Regions from separate parts of the Danio rerio genome. Here regions 1 and 2 are each linked to region 3. The links are chromatin contacts, called in public Hi-C maps. All regions are on one chromosome and are shown on one strand. The core of a region is the stretch at or near the end of the contact, and the rest is flanking DNA. Distances in the headings are between cores, read along the strand shown. Region 1 holds the start of phf21ab (PHD finger protein 21Ab). Region 2 holds the start of sergef (secretion regulating guanine nucleotide exchange factor). Region 3 holds the start of ambra1b (autophagy/beclin-1 regulator 1b).

Evidence for each region. Hi-C and Micro-C count contacts between places; a contact is called where the count stands out from the background.
Region 1: a Hi-C map of hematopoietic stem cells shows a contact between it and region 3, with 4 times the contacts expected there. The contact joins the promoter of phf21ab here to the promoter of ambra1b in region 3. A contact is called at or near these places in 4 of 18 Hi-C or Micro-C datasets (caudal fin, embryo, hematopoietic stem cells and 1 more) and 2 of 4 datasets of contacts at active chromatin or transcription factors (caudal fin and embryo).
Region 2: a contact with region 3 is called in a Hi-C map of an unstated tissue, with 4 times the contacts expected there. The contact joins the promoter of sergef here to the promoter of ambra1b in region 3. A contact is called at or near these places in 2 of 18 Hi-C or Micro-C datasets (caudal fin and an unstated tissue) and 1 of 4 datasets of contacts at active chromatin or transcription factors (embryo).

The regions. Positions count from the first base shown.
Region 1 is chr25:8,458,888-8,461,753 of GRCz12tu, forward strand. It overlaps phf21ab (PHD finger protein 21Ab), which reads right to left and starts at 1,436. Exons shown (of 17, transcript XM_073942764.1): 1 at 1,203-1,436.
Region 2 is chr25:8,844,161-8,846,877 of GRCz12tu, forward strand. It overlaps sergef (secretion regulating guanine nucleotide exchange factor), which reads right to left and starts at 1,430. Exons shown (of 12, transcript XM_688940.9): 1 at 1,362-1,430; 2 at 1,077-1,212. The coding sequence starts at 1,409. LOC141380887 (a long non-coding RNA gene) reads left to right here and starts at 1,203. Exons shown (of 4, transcript XR_012400245.1): 1 at 1,203-2,270. It also overlaps a transcript of tph1a not described here.
Region 3 is chr25:8,617,615-8,620,588 of GRCz12tu, forward strand. ambra1b (autophagy/beclin-1 regulator 1b) reads right to left here and starts at 1,461. Exons shown (of 19, transcript NM_001302220.1): 1 at 1,197-1,461; 2 at 179-395. The coding sequence starts at 310. It overlaps glcea (glucuronic acid epimerase a), which reads right to left. Exons shown (of 4, transcript NM_212850.2): 4 at 1,781-2,974. The coding sequence ends at 2,302.

The DNA of each region.
Region 1 (2,866 bases), core at 186-2,685, 160 kb before region 3:
ACAATATGCAGAAATTAAAAAGCGATAGGCTTTAATATTATTAAATGAAAAGTGCTTAAAAAATAATATTGTATTGCTGTAGGTTATTTGAATAATAATGCTCTAAAATAGTTTCTGCTTAAGCATATAGGACAGCAATATAGGCCTTGATGGGGCAAAACAGATAAAGTTTTCATTTGATTAGATTTATACTGAACTTTCCAAGTAACATATATAATAGTTTTCTTATTAAATAATTAATTAAATTATGTGAATAGTACACAAAACAAAAAAAAAATGTCAGACTACAATAGAAGAGTTTCTAAAATTATATACAGAGACAGAGAATTAGATTTTTTTAATTAAACTTTCTGAGTTACATAGTCTTTGATACCCCCCCCCCCCATTCTTTTCTACTTAAAACTATAATAAATAAAATTTCATTACATAACTACAGTTCTTTTTTGTAATATTTTTGACTCAAAGTATGACTTCAAATCAAATCAAAGTCAAGGCAACCAGCATCCAGGAAGCCATTTTGTTGTCATGTGACAAGAAAGACATAACAAATCATTAAAGATGAAGTTTTCAACAACAACAACAAGAACAATAATAATAATAATAATTTAAAACAAAATGAATAAATACTTAGAAACATTTACAGTCGTTTCAAATTGAGTAATTTTAATAACATAAGTTTTAAACTAAATGTTAAAAAAGTATAATTTTAGACATCCTTATTCATCATGTATACCCATGTTATTAAATATTTTGGGGTCACTTAGTGAGTCTGTTTTAATTCTGTTGGTCTCCACAATATATAAGTTTTAATCCCAGACGCTTCCAGATCTTCTTTAAACATTCTTTAGTCAATTCAAAACATATTTGAAATCAAAGTAATCTATAAATGTACAATCGTTTTCTTACAACCACTAACCACAGAAGTAACCATCCCAATTCAACCCAAACGTTCCAGTGCTACTTGTTTCACCGGATAAATCGTCAGCAAATGAAGTGAATGCATCCCCCCATCCAGACCACCATGTCTGCCTGACAGCACTTCACTCCCCCTTCAGCCTAACATCAAGTCAAAGTAAATGCCGCTGTCGTAAACGTGTTTATATACGTTCTCCATCACACCAGAGCACGTGCACCGCTTTATACCCGCTAAAAGAGTACAAAATAGATGTATAGAATAATCTACGCCAGCGAAATGCTCCTACCATGTTATGAAAGAGGTGGCCGCTCCGTTAACCAATGAAATTGTCAGGAGTTAACAGTTTTTTCTGGGCCGCCATGACATATTTTTGAGGCTGCTCAGAATAGGGCTTTTTTTGTGCTGAATTTGTGCTGAATCAACACGCCGTGAATCAAAAGGATTGCGCTTTGAGGCAGGTGTCTGTTAAACGGGGGAGCGGCTGAATTTGCCTTCAAATGCTTATTTTGAGTTTTCGTCTGAACTTAACTCTCAGTTTGGGGCTTTTAAACTCGTCATGCAATGTGCTGCGAAACGCGTTTGAAAACTATTGGACGCAAATCTCGCGAGAAATAAACAAATCATTTGTTGATTATTAGCTGAAGAGGGCAAATTAACGGATTATTATTCTGATGTAAATAGAGCATGGATATGATTTTTTTTTTTTAGATATAATGTGATTTAAGATCAATAAAAACAAAAAAATGAAGGTTAAATATGTAATTTAATGTGTTAAATGCTTAAAATGTTTTAAATTATTAGCTGTAGTGTACTTTAAATATTAACAGTTTAAGAAAAAATTAAAATGGCAAGTATGTGTCAATATGGAGTTACAAAAATAAATAATATAATGAAAATAATAAATTACAATTCAAATGTAAATAAAGTACATATAAATATGATTTTAAAGATTTAATATACTTTAAAATGAAGAGGAATAAATAAAAACAAAAAATGTAATGTACATACTTGACATACTTCAAATTATTAGCTGTAATGTACTTCAAATATTAAGAATTGAAGAAGAAATGAAAATTGGCATGCTGGTAAGTGTCAATATGGAGTTATAAAAATAAATAATTAAATAAAAATGTAAAATTATAATTCTAATGCAAATAAAGCGCATATAAATAAGATTTTTGTAAATATAATATACTTTAAAAGGAAGGAAAACAATTAAATACAAAAAATGCAATATAAAATATGCGAATAATATTAAATATGAATGTTGTGTACATTCTATATGTTAAAGGGTTTAAAAATACTTTAAATTATAAGCTCTAATGTCCTTCAAATATTAAGAATTTAAGAAAAAATTTAATTGGCATGCAATTATGTGTTAATATGGTGTTATAAAAATAAATAAAATGAAAATCTAAAATTATAATTCTCATGCAATTTACGCGTATAAAAATAATGTTTTTTAAGATATATTATATTTTAAAAGGAAGGAAAATAAATAAATACAAAAACACAATCCAAAATAAGCAAATAATATGAAATATGTACGTTGTGTACATTTTTAATGTTAAATGCTTTAAAATACTTAAAATTATTAGCTGTAGTGTACTTCAAATATTAAGATCTTAAGAAAAAATAAAATCGGCATGCACATTTGTCCATATGGAAGAAAAATATATACAAAATAATGAAATTATATAAAATATTTAAAAAAATAAATATGCATATATAATATTTACATAAAAGTACTTCAAAAATTACTTTAAACTTCCAGCTGTAATGTACTTAAAATAATAAGAATTTAATAAAAAATCTAATAAAAATGGTTAGAAATGTCATAATATATATTGCAATATAAAATAACATAGGGCTAATATTAAATAATTACAACACATATTAATGTGTATATGTACAGTGCATTACACATGTAAATACTTAGGAAAACTTAGG
Region 2 (2,717 bases), core at 180-2,679, 230 kb after region 3:
CTAAGGAATTTTTCAAATGGCCCAGATGGAAAGGATTTTTATTTGCCCTATCAAAAAATGTTTTATTATAATTTATTACAAGTATTAATACAATAATACCTTTATGATATATATATATATATATATATATATATATATATATATATATATATATATATATATATATATATATATATATATATATATATGTTTTTTTTTTTATATTTGAAATATTGTGTAAAAACAAGCTTGTATGCATACACTTTTTTTCCCAACATCAACTTTCTTTAAAATCAAAAAATGAACAAATATTTTAAAGGTTTTAAAAATGTAATACAATAAATCTACATGGAGAACTTTTAAAGAAATGTTATTTTAAGGAAAATAATGAACCCATTATGACAGAGTTAATAATTACCTTTTTAAATAAAAAGTTTTATTGAGATGGATTGTTGATTATTGTATGGGTTTTGGCCAGATTGGGTAGCAATTTATGAACAAACGACAATTAAGACTTGTTTAAAAAAGATTTAAGACTTAAAACACAATATTTCAGTAAATTTAAGACTTTTTAAGGCCTAAAATTTGGATTTTGAGATTTAGGACATTTTAAGACTTTAAGACCCTGTAGAAACCCTGTAATAATATAAAATCAGGTTAGTATCCTCAGCAATACATAAACGGAGAACTTCTAAGCAAATGTTACTGCAAGGAAAGTAATTAAATGCTAATTTTCAACAAAAAGTTTTATTGAGATGGATTTTTGGTCACTGTATGACTAAAACTGTATGTTAATGGCCAGTTTTAAGAAAGGAGAATTAACACCTGTTAAAGAAGATTCAAGACCTACAACACAACATTTTAAACTTTTTAAGTCTTAAAATTTACGTTGACATTTAAGACGTTTTAAGACTTTTAAGGAGAATGTTGTCACACTACTACTCGACCACTAGGGAGCGGCGATGTACCACAAATAAAAGGTAAACAAACATACAAAGATTTAAAGTACAATTTTACTAATTCTAAACAACGTAATCTTACATATTGCTGTTCAAACTTTTAAAAACATATTTTTATAGCAAAATAGGCCATGTAACCAGAAATGAGAGCCGAATGTCCGCCTCCTCCGGTGACAGCGCGGATCTGCTCCTCCTGCAGTCCGCTTTCTACACGCCTCGGCTCGGCTTGATCTTCTGCGTTTCCCTGCCCGAGCTGACCATAACTGTTGGCTCCCTGTGACACCCATTCAAGAGTTTATTGTTCAGATATATGTAAATGTTTCGAATTACTAACTTTATCAATTCAAAGTTCGCGTATTTTCGTGAATTTCAAGTGGGGCAGTCGTGTATAAATGTGAGTAAATGAGGTGTAAATAAACTCACCCACGTGTACAGTAGCGATACACATTTTGACAGCTGATCTCCTTCCATTAGATTTAGGCGCCAACTGATGACATGCCTTAAAATTATGTAAACGTCATCGGTTTTCCCAGATTTAAGAAATATTAGTTGGTGGAATGGAAATAAGCGTTGAACTATGCAACATGGGCGTGGCTTAGCAGCAGATTTAATAATTTACATATCTATTTTTTATTAAATAAGTGACACGTTCTCAGTTTTACATTGTTAAAATATAAGCAATGTCAACTTACAATATTATGTATATAATTTAACATTATTCAGAATTAAAACAAACGTTGATCAGTTTGACAAATATGTATAATGTTGTTATTTTTAAAGACATTGGATTGAAAATATAAAATATTTTTTTTTTTTAAATTTAAAAAACAATAAGTATATTTGAATAGCTATTAATTACAAATAAGAAGTCGTTTAATCTTTGCATATTAATAATAATAATTAAACAATAGATTATAGCATAGATTTTAATTCAATTTAAGAAATATAGTGTATATCTACAATAAACAATATATATTCACTCTATTCATACCAATCAATGTTGATTTTTATCACGTTGAAAATATCAAAATGTAGTCACGTGGCATTCGTTACTTTTCTCAACAATTTTGGCAATAAACAAATCACAGTTGTTTAAGATGAACGCTTAATGAGCCCCGTTAAATACGTCTGAAGGCACTTTCTTGTCGTTTACCAGGTGTCTGCTTAATTATAATTGACATAATTAATAAAAATAATTATTTATACAATCAAAGGATCATAGTTTTAACGTACTTACGTCTGCCATAAGACAAATCATGTCCAGAAATCGGAACAGACTTCGACATTTGAAGTGCCTCCAGGAAAACAACCGTTGGGAGCAAAGAAGAAACGGTACACTAATTTTTGTTACAGTAGAAAAACAATGATTTATTTTTATTTTAAGCTTATAAACTCTTTGCTAATAATCTTTACCCCCACATTTCTCCAGACTTGAACTTTCAGGCAAACTTCATTCTGAGTTTTAAATACTTTATACAAACTGCAAACAGTTTAAAAGTAGGGTAACGTTAACGTTAATTTGTAAAAATAATCATCAATGTCCAATATAATATTTACATACATTTATAATTAATACATATTCCTTTCTATGGCCTACTCCACGTAGAAGTTCATGAATAAATAAACATTAACACAGAAGTACAGTGAATCAATATTTCATTTCATAGACAGTGATACAAAACTCATTATATAGTATAAATACTGTGCAGAAATAAAATAGAAAGCAAATTACTAAAATATCTATCAATAAAGGTGCCAGTTTAAAACAAAATGCTAACT
Region 3 (2,974 bases), core at 211-2,710:
AAAATTTGAAAAAGTAAGCCTTTGCTTCTCCCAAGAAAAAAAAAACAGACTATATGAAGGAAAACTTTAACAATTATATGCTGCAAAAGCACATTTAGCAAGAAATTGGTCTATAAAGGCATGTCTGCTGTGTGCAGGCTAGAGAGAACCATTACAGAGATTAAAACTGATACCCTACCTGGCTCTGCCATTTCATCCAGCGTGTTCGGTCTTCCACCAGCTGCTGCAGGAGCCTCTGAGAGCCCAGCATACGAGCTCCTCGCTCTCGCCCCGACAGGATCAGCACAGAGTTTCTGTTCTGCACAGCCATTTTTCCTCTTTAGTGCTCCACGGCCCGGCCGGCCTCCCTCACACGCGGACCGGACACTAACTCAGCAGCACGCCGGCCATGCAAACTGGAAAACAGCCACAAAAACTGAGCTTAAATCAACAAACACTCCTCTACAGTCCAACAAAACACTGTCACAGCATTCAATGCTGAAATACCAGTGCTATTTCATTCCCTGTCTGCATTACTAAACCTATTTCAGATATATATAACTTAAATGACAGTTTATTTCATAATAATAAGACTTATTATGTGACAAAACCTCTCATTTTAAAGCTTTAATAGTATATGTAATAACTATGTCCTGTGGCTGCAGCTGTTCAGGAGATACAATGATGGCTACAACAGGCCCTCAATCAATCCATAAAACAGCCTTTTGACAACAGACCTGAACAGGAAAGGCCCTCTGGGTGTTTTGCTATGATATTACACTAGAATGTACCTCTGACTTGGTTACATTATATTAAAAACACAGGGCAGGAAGCTCTCGTGGTGTTGTGGACAATTAAAGCCCTATCAGATGTGCTGAACCATGTAAACAAACAAGCCATTTAAAATCCACGCCGTGTCAGTGAAATCTTCGATCGCATTTGATCACCAACGAAGCCAAACACTAAAATATCCACACAATCAGAGTCAATAATGGTATTAATTGTGTTTTCTGGTCGAGTAACTAACAATTATTCACTGCCGTGCCCGCCCAAATATGGAAACTGAACTGAAAGCTACTGTGTTAGCCACCGTTTACTCACTTTAAAAATAGATTTAATTAAACGTATGACATTCCTAACAGTGCCATAATCATAACACACAATCTGAGTTTGTTGAAAAACAGATTACACCGCGAAATCATTGATATTTTACATACCTGTTTTGTTGTGTTTGTCAGTGAAATGTCATCGAAGGCGCTTGTTAGCCGCTTAGCCTGTTAGCCGAGCTGGATCGTTATTACCCGACCTGGACTGACAACCGACCGATCCGAAGCGCCGAGCTCATTACATTCACGTCATTTAGGAGATTATCAATCAAACCGTTTGGATTATCGGGACATTGAGAAAATGTATTGTGCTGGCTATAGGTGAAATTATGCTAGCTAACTGGTTTGTGGGTAGCTCGGCGTAGGCAGGCATACTAATCGAGTGCAGGGTGAATAGAGCTACTTTAGGTCTGTTAATCGAATGCTGAATGGATTTCACCTCAAGCTAATAACAGGTGGAGTGTGTTAATATTTTATAACTTTCTGGCCATAGGGGTTAATATATATATATATATATATATATATATATATATATATATATATATATATATATATATATATATATATATATATATATATATATATATATATATATATAAAAGTTTTGTTACTAAATATTTTTCGACTTCACTATTACTATATGTGCCTCCCAGCCCACTTTTGCTGATAGCAACAACGATTCCACAGAGAAATACTTTGGTTTAAAAATACCACATTTATTTAAGCTTCAAATAATTACATTCTGAGAAATAAATGTGCAACTGTGTCGATAGAATTGTGCTTTAAAATACAAACAATTCTAAAACATTTCTAATACGAAGCACTCATTTGTACCATTATGCAATAATAGTGACATTTTTACAGCATAAACAATTCATAGATAACACACAATCATCAGTGTGACTACTAATATGTACTTATTGAATGACTCAAGATCGACAGTCATGTTATTATTGAGCAAATCTGTTGTGCTTCCTTTAAAAGTCTGTAAATAAGTGTGCATTGCTTCTTGCATTCAAACATTACATGATCGTTTAGAAATAAAGCACAGCGAATCACATTCTTGAAGTCTGTACAACAACTCAAGCATGACATTCATAAAGCAATCAAGTTGGATACAATATGCACCCTTTCCTTAGAAAAGTAAATGTCAGTTTACTAATTCTCAACAGTACGGTAGTTCTAAATGTCATATTAAATCGCCATCTCAGCAAGTCTAGTTGTGCTTAGCCCGACCTCCTTTCAGGTAAGTCTTCCAGCGTTTCACATAGTCCCTAAAAATGGGGGCGCCGTCGATTGAGGCGAGCAGCTGTAACTGGTTGATGTGCGTGGTGTGATAGTCCCACCGTGCTAAATTTGGGGCAACACCCAAGGTAAAGTGTCTCAGGTCATAAACTGTTCCAGAGCCTGTATCGAACAATGGCAACATGGCCTTGAGCGACTCCAGTCCTTGACTGAACAGTATTCCTGCTTCTCGTCCAAGTTTGTTGCCTGCAGTCTCCGCCACATCATACAGACCAATCAAAGAGTAGATAAAGCCATTAAGGACAAATGAACTTGGGGTTGTGGGGTATTCCTCATACCAGTCAAACTTATTCATGAATGTTGCCTTGACACCATGTTGTTCTGGAGTCCTCTTGAAGGGGGATGTTGCTCGAATTGCGGCCCCAAGGTACGAGGGGTTGTGCGTCACTAGGTACGCCCTTACCAGTGTTGACATGGCTTGGCCTTGGGCCATAGCAGAGTACCACCCGGGCTCCAAACTCTTAAACCCCTCTCCTAACTTACGGGTCACCTTGATCGGCCATCCTCCATGTTCATCCTGGTTATGAAGAAGCCAATCGCTGGCAGCAAAGAAGGCAGCCATGTGTGCAGTGGAAGACACAGTG